Linked DNA regions of Mus musculus: regions 1 and 2 are each linked to region 3. Evidence: chromatin contacts called from public HiChIP or PLAC-seq and promoter capture Hi-C data. All regions are on one chromosome and are shown on one strand. The core of a region is the stretch at or near the end of the contact, and the rest is flanking DNA. Distances in the headings are between cores, read along the strand shown. Region 1 overlaps Fam207a (family with sequence similarity 207, member A). Region 2 holds the start of Adarb1 (adenosine deaminase, RNA-specific, B1). Region 3 overlaps Col18a1 (collagen, type XVIII, alpha 1).

Region 1 (4,120 bases), core at 1,578-4,077, 410 kb after region 3:
TCAATTTGGCTAGGCCGGCTGGCCAATGAGCGCCAGGCATGTTGCTGCCTCCACCCACAAGGCTCTGGGTTACAGATACCATACCCAGCTTTTTACATGGGTGCTGAAGATCCAAACTCAGGTGAAGTGACACGCACAGAGGGAACTTCACAGCCTGAGATGTCTCCTCAGTCCCCTGGCCACTGCTTTAGATGCGAGACTACACACGGCTCGATCCTGGATCATTGCCAGGATCAAATGACAAACCACGATGCTAACTTAGATGTTAACTGTCTTTGCTACTCTTGTGCAAATCTAAACTGCTATTGGTATTGCTTCTTATTCTGAGTCAGGGTCTCGTGCTGTCTTGCAGGCTAGCCTCACGTCTGTAGCAATTTTCCTGCCCCAATTACTCAAGGGCTGAGATTCAAGGAACAGGCTGCCATGCTTAGCTTCAAAAGCTGTTCTGAAGCAGAGGGCAGCAAAGCACCCGGTCATGTGAGGAAGCAGCCAGGGCTGGGGCAGGATGGGAGCTTTCTCCCTTCACAGCCGAAGCAATCCTGGGAGGCTCACGGCCCTAGCACACCCCTCTCTGGGCTGGTAGAGCAGGCTGCTTGCGTGGCTCTCCCGGGTCTGGGAGCCCCAAGAGCATGTCTCAGAAGAGAAGCTGTAGGAGGAAGGGCTCCTTGGGATCCTTGACCAGGGTCACATTTTTTGCTTAAGAACAGGAATGGACTCTGCATTGCTGGCTCTGCTCAGCTGCTTAGTCTTGACCCTGTGTTGGGGCCCTGTCTGGCCTGAGCAGAATGGGTATCCCATCTTGGGAACTCAGCCCTTGGCCATCTGGTTCTATAGCAAGGCACCCACTTGCCCCATGACAAGGGCGAGGGCTCACAGACAAGTGCACGGAACCTTTGCTTTATCCTCAGATAAAAACTCACTGGGAGAAAGATTTTTTTCCTAAAGGCAAAATAAGAAGTAATAAGCCTTGGGTGGTGGCTTACACCTGCAATCCCAACACTTGGGAGGTTGAGGAGGACTGTATTAAGTTCAAGGTTAGTCTGAGGCACACAATTAATTACACGCCAGTGTGAATAGTGAGACTTTGTCAACCCTCACCACCACCACCCTCCAAAACCCAAACCCCAAACCAAAACAACAGAAAACAGAAACGACAAAGCCAAGAGTTTTGAGAGCAGAGTCCTAAAGCCCCTCCCTCCAGCTGCCCCCCACCCCACCCCCAGGGCAGCTCTGCACTGCTGAGCCTCGGGGCCTGCACCCACGCCTCATCCTTTCACTGAACAAGGACAGGTGTGTCTAGGGCTGTGTGGGCTCCAGCCCTCTCCCTGAGGTCTCCATGCAGTGGGCCCACATACAGAGGCTCACCATCAGTGGGATCAGGGGAGGGAGGAACCCAGGCAGATGTCGGTGAGGTTCCCTAAGAAAGGGATGTCAGAGCTGTCTGAAAGGGGAGCAGGAAGGTCAGGTGGATTCACAGCAAAGACCACGAGGCCTCATGCTGACCACGTGCATAGTATGGAAACAGGCCAGCCAGAGGGAGGAAGGCATGAGGGAGCACACACTGGTGGGCTAGGCAGGCTTCCCCCAGGGGCAGGCCCGGGGCTGCTTCCACAACACTACATTCAAGGGCTCAGGGCAAGGGAGAGGCTCTCTGAGCCACGTGTGGCTTGGGCATCAACTCCCTCACCTTTCGGGGATGGAAGACTTCAGAGACCACTGTCAACCCTTCTCTGAATCCAGGGCTATGGTGATCCAGGCCAGCTCTGTAAGAGACATCCGGTGCCCGACACTCACCGTCTGGCTTGCTGCCGCTGGCGGCCGGCCTCCAGTTCCTGCAGCTCAGGTAGGGCATCCCTCAGGGGGTGCAGGTCGCCTACCACCACCATGGCCTTGCGCTTTCGTTCCTCCCTGAGCTTCTGCTCTGCCAGCTTTATGGCTTCAATTTCTGAGGGGAGAGACGGAAGTATATGGCAATTCAACCCCATTCCCCGGCCCCCTCAGGGGCCACCAATGCCAAGGCACCCACTAAGCTGTGTGTACCCTGAGGTCTGCTCGCTCCCACAGAGCACACGTGTTCTTTGTTACCCTGCTGTCACCTGCTTTGTGCCCCTAAAGAGTTGGGGGGCGGGCCAGCTCTGAGTTATTTTTTCTCCTTAATCACAGAGGCACACTTTAATTACAGGGCTGACTATGAGCTTAGAGCTGCAGAAGAGAGAGGCCTGACACCTCTATAAGGGGTGCAGTATGGGGCCTGGGCACACAGACACATAGGGACAGTGGGTAGATGCAGGCCCTGGGCTTCACTGGTAACTTACTGAGAAGCCACGGTGTCCTTTATCCTGGGCAAAATAGAACCGTGCAGCACCTCCCTGAGACATCGATAGGGGGAGAGTGGTCCCATAGGGTAGAACTATCAGCCATTGGGGACGGCAGGGAGCAGGGTGGGTGGCCAGGTCGCATGCACAGCATGAATGTAAGAGAAAGTTCACTGTGGGGCACAGTCTTGGAATTTAATGTTCTTCAAAAGGTGGATTCAATTCCAAACTGCTAATGTAACAAGTACTTAACCTTGCTGTCTGCCTGAATGTGGCTGTGGGGTGTATGCAGTTCTGGGAGAAAACCCCACTCTCTCTGGGTACACAGCCACAGAAGGACCTTTATTCAGATACTTCAAACATGGGGTGACCATAGCAGAGGGGGTGAGGTAACCAGCAGCTTCCCCCTCAGCAAGACACAGCCAACTCTGCCACCCTCTACATCAGGGAAGATGCCTCACAGGACAGGTCAGAGAGGCCACCCTGACCATCCCAGGCAGGGCCAATACGTCAGGGTTCATCACTTCACACTGAGGCAGAGTCAGCCCTCCAAGGCCTCTGCCCAGTGCAGCCTAGCAGACTGTGATTTATAAGGTGACAATTTGGTGGGGGTTTTCAGTCTAGGTGAAACAGAGCAAACAATTCACTTAGCGCCTCATCAAGACCAGCCGCAGAGCGGAGAGGGGCAAACTTCCCTGGCAGAAAGAAGGGCTGAGGGGCCGCCCCCTCACACATACAGGCTGACAGACCCAAAGAAAGGACAGCGAGGCTGAGGGAGACATGCAGCCCAAACTCACACAAGCAAATCCAAATCAAAGATGCCCAAACAGGGTGATCCAGGGCGTGCAAGGATAGTTTGGGATCTGGAAGCTGTTGTAACCCACCATGACTGGGGGTAGCACTGGCTAAAAGGGGAAAACTTGGTCACTAGATGTGCCAGAAGAGATGTGGTAAAACTCACTATCTACCCATGATAAAGTTACAGTGAAACCATAAACAGATCCAAGATAATAAATAGCTCATTTCTACTGAGTTCAACAAGATAGCACTGACCGCATCCTGGCACTCCGGTCTGGCAGCTCACTGCTACCAGGGAGGCAAAGACAGCAAGCAGAAGCCAGCAGGGGAGTGGACAGGGTCAAGAGATGTGCCCAGCCCCAATCCCTAACCCACAATGCAACACAACTTTTAACCAAGCTGAGAAATCTAAATCCTTTCTTAAGCAAACAAACCAGACAAAACCAAAAACCCTCAAATATTATAGACAGGAGGATAACAATTCAAGGTCATCCAGACAGTCCAGGATCCTGAAGACCCTGCCTCAAAACCATAAAGATCTCAATGTGAACAAAACATTATTTCAACAGAATGAGCAAGAGAGCAAGTCTACTAATACTCGAACAACGGAGAGAGCCTGGGGCAGAGTACCAGACAGAGACGAGAGGTGGCCGCACTTGTGGTTGCCCCTCACTCCCTGCTCTGGAAGATGAACTACTTGAGTTAGACACTCTAAATAAGTAGAGAACCACAAAAAGCCAAAACAGTAAAGCCACACGACACCACTGGAATCCAGGAAAAGAAAACCACAGCCGTGAAATGCAACTTCTAAGTTGCCTCCATCAGTCGGGTACATCAAGCGTCAGAAAGCACTTTACGGGAGCTGAGCTATAGGTGCTGTAGAGCGAAGTCCTGGAGGACACCTGGTCCACGCAAACTCTCAAGGGCCTTCATGCTCAGAACACCATGTTCCAGGGACGGGGAGCACTTCGCTCCAGGGACGGGGAGCACTTTCCGAGGAATCTGAC
Region 2 (3,951 bases), core at 535-3,034, 330 kb after region 3:
AGGTTTGGAAAAATGCAGCTTCCTTTCAAAGGAACAAAGAGGGTTAATACATTATTCCTATTCTCAGTAAAAACTAATGTTTGATCATCTTAATTACCGCACCTACCAGTAAAAAGACCAAGTTTGCTATCGGGCTTCTTTTCGTTATACTTCCAGAATGGAATACAATAAATGATTTTCAAAAAAAGAAAAAAAAAAAGGATGCCCTCATCAGAAGTAACCCAAACCTGCTAGGTGAAAACACTGACCTCCAACCAGACACTCCAGTGCGGATATCCCCCTCATAAATCCCGAACGGAACACTTTTCTGGTCCTCCAAAGGCGACTCCGGCGCCACTAGTCTAGCGTCCACAGCCCCATCTGACATTTCCCTTGCACACAGACACCACACAGTGATTTTCCTCTTGCCTATGTGTGCGCGTCAAAATTCACCTCCAACCCCTAATGTCCCAGATGGCTCCCACAAACAGCAGACGCGCTGGGTACTCGCGCTGGGTACTCGGAACTTCGTCTCCCAGGCGCTCGGCGCCCATGTGGGCTCTGAGCCCTCGGAAGGGGCATGGACCACCAAAAAAGCAGCCTGCCTCACCTAGGTTACGGTGTCCACCCCGTGGGAGCGCAGTGTCTCCTTTGCAGGACACAAGATGCTCTCACTGGGCGTAGCTTTCCCTCTGTGGGATATAGGGTTAGGGTCTCCCTCCTCGGAGTTCAGAGTATACTCTGCAGGGCACAGGGTTCCCTCCCTGTGCCCTTCCTCTGGGCGCCGTCTCGCCTCTGCGGAGCACATGGTCCCTTCTGCAGGGCACAAAGTCCCCATCCCCTGGTGCAGCTTCCTCTCCTCAGAGCACAGGGTTCCCACCCCCCAGCCTGAGCTTAGCCTCCCTTCTGCTAGGCACTGGTCCCTTCTGCAGAATACAGAGCTCAACCTTTCCTCTACCAAGCACATGGTCCCTTCTGCAGGGCACAGGGTCCCCATCCCCGGACACAGATTCAGAGTGACACAGGGTGTCTCTTCTCAGGGCGCAGCTTTCCTTTTGCAGGGCACAGGTCCCCTCTCTAGGATACAGGGTCCCCATCCCCGGACGCAGCTTTCCTTCTGCAGGGCACAAGGTCCCCCTCCCGGTGTGCAGTGTCCCCTGTGCTGGGTAAAGGTCCCTTCCCGGGGTACAGGGTCCCCTCCCCGGAGCACAGGTCCCCTCCGCCCGGTACACCATTCCCCTCCCCGGGCGCAGTCTCCTCTCTGATGGGCACAGGTCCCCTCCCTGGAGTACAGGGTCCTCTCCGCGGGCACAACCTCCTGTCCGAGAGGCGCACGGTCGGCTCGCCGCGGCGCAGCGCATCCCACGCGGACGCGGCGCCTCCAGGAGCGGACGAGCCGTCCTGGGCGCAGCCTCCTCCTGCAGCGCAGCGCATCCAAGAGGACCGCGGCCCGCCCTCCGCGCGCCGCCCGGGATGCGCCAGGGACCCCGCAGCTCGCCGCGGGCCCGGGCCCCGCACCATAGGGTCTGGGGTCGGTGGTCAGGTCCGCGGCCGCCGGCGCTGCGCGGCCTCAGCCACCTGCCCCGCGCTTACATAAACGCGGCCGCCCGCGTCCCCGCCGCCTTACCTCCGCTCACGCTGCGCCCGCGGGCTGCCGGCGTCTGGCTCTGGGCGCTGCGGCGGCCTCGGCTAGCCCCGCGGCCCCAGCTAGGAGCCCCTCGCCGCCGCCTCAGCCTCAGCCACCTCAGCCTCAGCCGCTGCCTCAGCCTCTGCCTCTAGCCTCGGCGCCGGCGGCTCCGCCCCCTCGGCTCGCCCCGCCCCAGCCGCCGCAGCCGCGCGCGCGTGCTCGCTTGCAGGGGTGGAGCCAGCGCTCCACGCTGACGTGCGCGCCTCCTGCCCGGAGCCGACGTCCGGACTCGCTCGCGGCGGCGGGAACTGCGAGGGTTAGCGGTTAGAACCAAAACAGGTCGTGCGTCGCTAGGGAGACTCGAAGCGGAAGGGAGCCTCCGACACGCACCGAGAAGATCGACGGGGGCGGGGTTCTCGAACTCGCGGGCAGGAGCCTCGGATGGGACCTAAGGGGACAGGTGGGACCAAGGATCCTAGAGATCCTGTGGGATCTGGGAATGGGGCAGGGAAAATCAGAGCGAAGCCACTGAAGTGCGACTGTGACCGCCGCTTGAAGACCTACTACACCCCGTACGTGGTACCCTGGCATCCCGCAAGAATCGTCCCTGGGCCTTCGTCCAGTTTTGAGAGCTGGCCCTGGCCACTGACACCCACCTCCGTAGACCTTGAAAATAAGTAGGGAGAGGAGCAGGGACATGATTTTGTGAAGCAGGGTGTCTACTGGTGGTCACTAGAAATGATGGCCGGTTTTTAACCTAGACCCCAGGGTCAAGTTCAGGCTCTGCCACCTCTTAGGCATACCAGATGTGTCTTGTGCTTGCATTGTCTGTTTCCACGTTTGTTTAAAAAGAAAAAGGTCTAGTAAAAGACAAGTGCAGGTAGGTAAAGTACTGTGTCGAGCATCCAAGATGTGGTCAACAACTTGTGTGGTTCCTCGCCAGATTGTCTTAACCTGGGGTGCTATGCCCAGAACGGGGCCTGGAGAGGTCCAGAATCGGAAGCATGAACTGACCACAGGAGTAGTGTTGTAGCCGGTCCACATCTGCTTCCATCACAAAAACATGTCCTTTGGACCAGCTAGCCACTCAATGAATTCTTCAGCCTGCCTAAAAGGTGGGCACCAGGCAGTGCCTACGGGTGCACTTGTTGGCAAGTAAGTAGAGATCATCACTCTTGGAACACCTACCAGGATGTCAAGCTTCACATACAAGTATGTGCACAAGGACAAATGTGTCTGTTTCTAGGTATCACACTACCCCAGAACTTAGTAACTTAAAGTCATGGTTTGTAAGTCTGATGAATAGCAGCTTTTATGCAGTGTTCAGCTGGTTTGGTTCATCTCTGCTTCATAGATGACCTCACTCCCTTATGTCATGTGTTACCTACTGTTAGTAAGCTAGCTCTCGTTGCTTCTCATAATGGCTGTGGTTTGGCCACAAGAGAGCAAGTTCCAGCCTTTTCATCCCCTGTGCACATCACCTGTGTTCCTGTGACTCATTGACTGAATTGAAGATGCTGATCTGACACAAGTACATATGAGAGACAGAGATCTGGACAAAGGAAGTATGCTCATCTGAGATGGTCGCTTTGATAGATCTTTGGTTCATTGTGGATTGTTACAGCAAAAACAGAACTCTGCGGTCTCAACCAGGATTAAGTGGAATGACCTTCTTTCTCTGCTGTGTACACTGCCAAAAAAACTAGCTTGAAGTGAAGATAACAGAGCACATAAACAGAAGCTAGAAAATGACATTTTGACAGCCTCCAGGTATCTGTCTGGTGGTGTCATATGCATGGATGGGTTAATTGGCTAGAAAGATATCTTCATCTTCATAGTCTGGAAGTAGAACAGGTCAGGATGCCAGAAAATAGCATAACTGGGAGGCAGTTCAATGTAAGGAGCAGGTATGTTGGACTTGAACTTTGCAAACCCACTATGACACATAGCTGTGAAACTGGACAGATCATTCCATCTATAGGAAAGATGTTGATCCACCTGAAATCTGGTCCATCACTGGTGACCAGAAAGACTTGATGGCGGAGTCTTAGGAATCATAACACATACAAATGTGAATTGGGATATATATATATATATATCAGTAGTTCAGGAGTCGCCACACAAACCACATGAACACCGATTCAGTCAGGTTGGTTTATTGAACACACACCTAAAGACTGATCGACCAGGGCAACAGCTCAGGCTTGAAAGCTAAAAAGCTGTGAGCTGGACATTTCTCAGGGCCAGCTTACAAAGGCTAAGCCCACAAAAACCACAATGAGCTCATACACAGGTGCTGGAAGTGCTTGCCTGGTGGTCAGCCCTGACTCAAGCCATTTTAGACA
Region 3 (4,065 bases), core at 165-2,664:
CTATCTCCACTGGGACATCCCCCTCCTCCCCAAAAAAATATCCCATCCTCTGGCAACAGATGGGTGGTTTCCTTGAATGTCACCATATTATGTGCATGCACACACAGAAAACAGAGGCACCCAGAGACACAGTACATCCAGACCACAGTGTGCATGCACCCCACACGTACAAGAGACACACAGCATACAGAAAACGAACACACCAGCATCACACAAGAGAGAGAGACACACACACACACAGCACACTTAACAAAAGATACTCTGCACACGGAGATAACACACAGCAATATAAATAACAGCAGACACACACAAAAAAGACATATATACATAGCACACAACCAACAGACAAAACCACATAGACAAAGAGAGAGCATGGACACCATACAACAGACACACATAGAACATCAAGAGACACACACAACGCACAACAGGCAGACATAATTCCCCCTCCCATAAACACACATCAGACAAAACCAAGTGCACACATGCACTTTCTACGGGGAGATCCCCCATCATACTGTGTCACTGGGTGAGGGGGTGTCGGTCTCTGACATTTACAATTCCCAGGTTTCTGAGATGGGAAAGTTAAGGCAGGGGAAGGTCTCTGGAGACGTGGGTTCCTGACACCCCACTGGCATCTTCTGGCTTTCCCCAGTATTATTGCTTGAGAAGCCTTGCTCACAGTGGGGAGACCCACCACCACCACCACCACCACCACAGACACTCACCCGGTCTTCATCATCATCTTCTTCATCCAGACAGTGCACAGGGCTCACCCGGGGGGTTTTGCGTACCTTCAGCTCTGAGATCATCCCCTAGACAGAGGCAGAAGATCACTAATTTGAAACTGAAATGTCCCTCAAGGGATTGGGTGTTTGGCCCCTGGACTGCCAGTTGGTAGCCCTGTTTTGGAAGGTTGTGGAGCCTTTAAGAGGTGGAGCCTCACTGAAGGAACTGGGTTCCTGACAAACTGTTTTGATATCCCCATTCTCTCTCCACCCCCCACCCCCCACCCCAACAGGGTTTCTCTCTGTAGCCCTGGCTGTCCTGGAACTCACTCTGTAGACCAGGCTGGCCTCAAACTCAGAAATCCGCCTGCTTTTGCCTCCCAAGTGCTGGGATTAAAGGTGTGCGCCACCAATGCCCGCCCTGTCTTGACATTTTAAAGTCTTCCCCTACTTCCTGTCCCCTCTGCTTCAGGACTGCAAAGTGACCAGCTGCCTCATGTCTCCACCAAGCTTTCCCTCTTCAGCCCTGGCTATCTCCTCTCAAACTGCAAGGCAAAATAAACGCTGGTCTCCCTCTCAGAAGAGATTTCTGGTCAGATATCTGGTCACAAAAACAGGGAGAGAAGCTAAGACCCTGCGGCTCCGGAGGCGGAGCTCACATAGAGCCTCTGACTCATGCTGGCCCCTAGCCTAGCCTGACTTTACCAGGGAATCTCCCTTTTGTCAGCAAGACTAAGGAGCAGGGTCTCAACTGGCTTTCAAGTTGTGGCAGCTTCTGAGCCATGCTGAGGGAGGTCACGAGGATCAGGGACACTGCGAGACAAACACGGCCCCTCACCTCGCCCTTGGTGTCTGGATTGCTGGCTGTTGGGCAAGCTCTGTGGCGTCGGTCTGACGGCACCTTGAATGCTGGAGTTTAGGCACACTTTCTGTGTTTGCATTTTTGCATTAATTGTATTCTGCTACGCTCACTAATTTCAGTTTACTAAGGAGAGACGGCGCTTCCTCAATTCCAAAATGACTTGATCAAAGAGAGGCCCCAGTGGAGGTGCCTCTGGGTTTCCAGTCTGCTTGTGTGAACAATACCTTACGGACAGTAAGGGAGGACGTGGCAGTCCTAATGAAACTGAAATCTGAATCTCATACCAATTTTTCACACATTGCAAAATAACTTTTGGATTATTCCAGCCATTTGAAAAATGTAGCCATCATTCTAGCTCGGAAGCCTTTGCTATAGGCGGCAGGTGATGGCTAGCCCATGCTTGCTGACAGGTCTGGTGTCCCAAATTCAAATGCTTTCTGATCCTCAGTCATACCTCCCCGTTCCCAAGGACCATGTGACAACTAACAGTCCCACCTCCGTACCCCAGCTGGGTCCTGGCCTATGCCTCCCCTATCTCTCCTTATCTCACTGTTCAGCTCTGTCTGGCTTTTCTGGGAAATTTTCCCCAACACCACACACGGGATGAAAGCTACTCTGGGCTAGGTCTGTCCCATACTCCCTGTTCCACAACTCTTCCCAGTATTGAGGACAGCAAAGTCTCTTGTGTGTGTGCACATGTGTGCCTTCATAACAATCACACATGTAAAACTTATGTATACATACCACAGTGAACACACCCATGTATATACACAGTCTGGCTTACTTATGGTAGGTTAAGGAGCTAGATGACTATGCACCCAGGTAAGGGAGAGGGAGGTGGGCTTCAGGAGAACCAAGCATCTCACAAACCCTCTGACTTGGTCATTTCCAGCCAGAGCAAGGCCTTCTTCACGGGCCATGAGCAAGCATATACACAAGGGATCTGGCCTACTGGGCAATCCCCAGAATGTGGGAGGGTGGTGGCACCACAGTTCAGTGTCCTCAGCACCTGAGAAGGTGCAGAAGAATCTCTACAAACCCCTCAGGCCAACAGAACCCATGTCAGGAAACCCAGGCCCTGGGTCATGGGAGAGGAGTCTCTGGGGCGGAGCAGCAGAAAGAAAGCCCTGGCCTGTGTCAACCCCATGGGCCTCAGTGGGACACAGAAACAAGGCTTGACCCTTCAGGACCAACCCTGTGATAGTGGGGACTCTGTGATGCTATCCCATATCTGAGGTGCAGGAGGCCTCTAGGTCGGGAAAAACAGAAAAGGTATTTGTACTCCTGAAAAGATTAGAGGGACAGTATTGGACCAGCAGATGAAGAATAAACCGGCTGTATCTAGTACAAGGGGATTCTGGGATATCTAACCAGCCAGTACCAGGAAAGCATGTAAGTCCCTACTATTGTATGAGAAGGAGCATCTGAGTGTGTGTGCGTGTGCCTGCATGCGTGTATGCGTGCATGCGTGCGTGCGTGTGTGAGCATGAGTAGCACCCATGCCCAGGGAGCCCAGCACTGCTCCGGTCAGGCACAGGTCCAGTATTCAGAGAGCAAGGATTTGCAGGTATGGAGATCATATTTCCTGCCAGGCAGCATCCCAAGTCAACAGAGCATCTGGGAAGAGAATGGATATCCCAAGAAGTCCACTCAGAGCTGTCACAGCAGATACCATGGTAACCGTTAGAGCAGCCAGGATCAGGAGGAACTGGGTTTAAATACTAGAAAACTGCTTCCTGGGGGCAATTCTGGCACCAGGAGCATCTCAAATGGTCTTAGCCAACAGACACATGGCATTCCGCACAGACAGGTTCAGTGCTGTGGACAGTGCCACACTCTGCCAAGGCTTTTGGGTGCCTACATCTGGAAAAGGCCCAAAGAGGGCAGAAAAGACTTGTGTCTGCAGTGAGTTCTGCTCTGAGTCCTGCCCTTGTGACTCTTCCACCCTCTCCCAGAGTCCTCCCAACCTCAATGGGGGAGACGATGGTTGTACAAAAGGCCTAAGACCCACTGCAAATATTTAACGGACTTGGACCCAAGAGTTATGCAATCTGGACCTTGGAAATTGGGGGGACTGTCAACATTTACAGATGAGTGCCACGTGAAACTCTTCCTACCACCCTGACCAATGATGCTTTGGTGTAGTGGGGAAGTGACTAAAACTGTCCAGCATCAGGAAGAGGCACACACACTGTCTGGGCTCACCTGAACCTGCTATACCAGCCAGCAGAGGTCAGGGGCTGAAGCCATGATGTGGGGCTATCCACTGGTTTTGTCTCATATACTATATCTGGGTTTCCCCATGGCCCTCAGGGTGGCCCCTCAGCCCCACCCCTCTTCCCTCAGTCTCAAAGTCGGCAGACCTTTTCCTCCCTCCTTTTTCTACCTCACTTGGCCAGCCTATTTCCTACTGCCCTGTGACCCAACCATGCCTCACAGCTCTGGTGGCTCCGGCTGGCCACTGCTTTATATCCA

The links. Promoter capture Hi-C pulls out the DNA fragments that hold promoters and counts their contacts. HiChIP or PLAC-seq counts read pairs in DNA pulled down with a chosen protein or histone mark.
Region 1: a contact with region 3 is called in an H3K27ac HiChIP or PLAC-seq map of epiblast stem cells. The contact joins two enhancer-like sites. A contact is called at or near these places in 1 of 39 promoter capture datasets (neural stem cells), 16 of 484 Hi-C or Micro-C datasets (the AML12 cell line, the G1E-ER4 cell line, adipose-derived mesenchymal stem cells and 9 more), 1 of 115 datasets of contacts at active chromatin or transcription factors (epiblast stem cells) and 1 of 9 other capture datasets (embryonic stem cells).
Region 2: a promoter capture Hi-C map of stem cell-derived epiblast-like cells shows a contact between it and region 3, with 2.0 times the contacts expected there. The contact joins the promoter of Adarb1 here to the enhancer-like site in region 3. A contact is called at or near these places in 10 of 39 promoter capture datasets (the 3T3-L1 cell line, 3T3-L1-derived adipocytes, the HPC-7 cell line and 7 more) and 2 of 9 other capture datasets (adipose tissue and macrophages).

What each region holds. Positions count from the first base shown.
Region 1 is chr10:77,495,569-77,499,688 of GRCm38.p6, forward strand. Fam207a (family with sequence similarity 207, member A) reads right to left here. Exons shown (of 6, transcript NM_133998.3): 4 at 1,795-1,945. Among named protein-coding and RNA genes, the nearest start is that of Fam207a, 18 kb to the right of the region's middle. Within about 2 kb of position 2,828, at least 28 of the 459 cell types and tissues checked have an H3K27ac peak or open chromatin away from gene starts, as enhancers often do. A contact at or near this core is called in epiblast stem cells, where this site is marked.
Region 2 is chr10:77,416,489-77,420,439 of GRCm38.p6, forward strand. It overlaps Adarb1 (adenosine deaminase, RNA-specific, B1), which reads right to left and starts at 1,785. Exons shown (of 11, transcript NM_001024837.2): 1 at 1,607-1,785. Gm17769 (predicted gene, 17769) reads left to right here and starts at 1,888. Exons shown (of 1, transcript NR_027377.1): 1 at 1,888-3,951.
Region 3 is chr10:77,088,142-77,092,206 of GRCm38.p6, forward strand. It overlaps Col18a1 (collagen, type XVIII, alpha 1), which reads right to left. Exons shown (of 42, transcript NM_009929.3): 4 at 729-815. Among named protein-coding and RNA genes, the nearest start is that of Slc19a1, 57 kb to the left of the region's middle. Within about 2 kb of position 1,415, at least 100 of the 459 cell types and tissues checked have an H3K27ac peak or open chromatin away from gene starts, as enhancers often do. A contact at or near this core is called in adipose tissue, epiblast stem cells and neural stem cells, where this site is marked.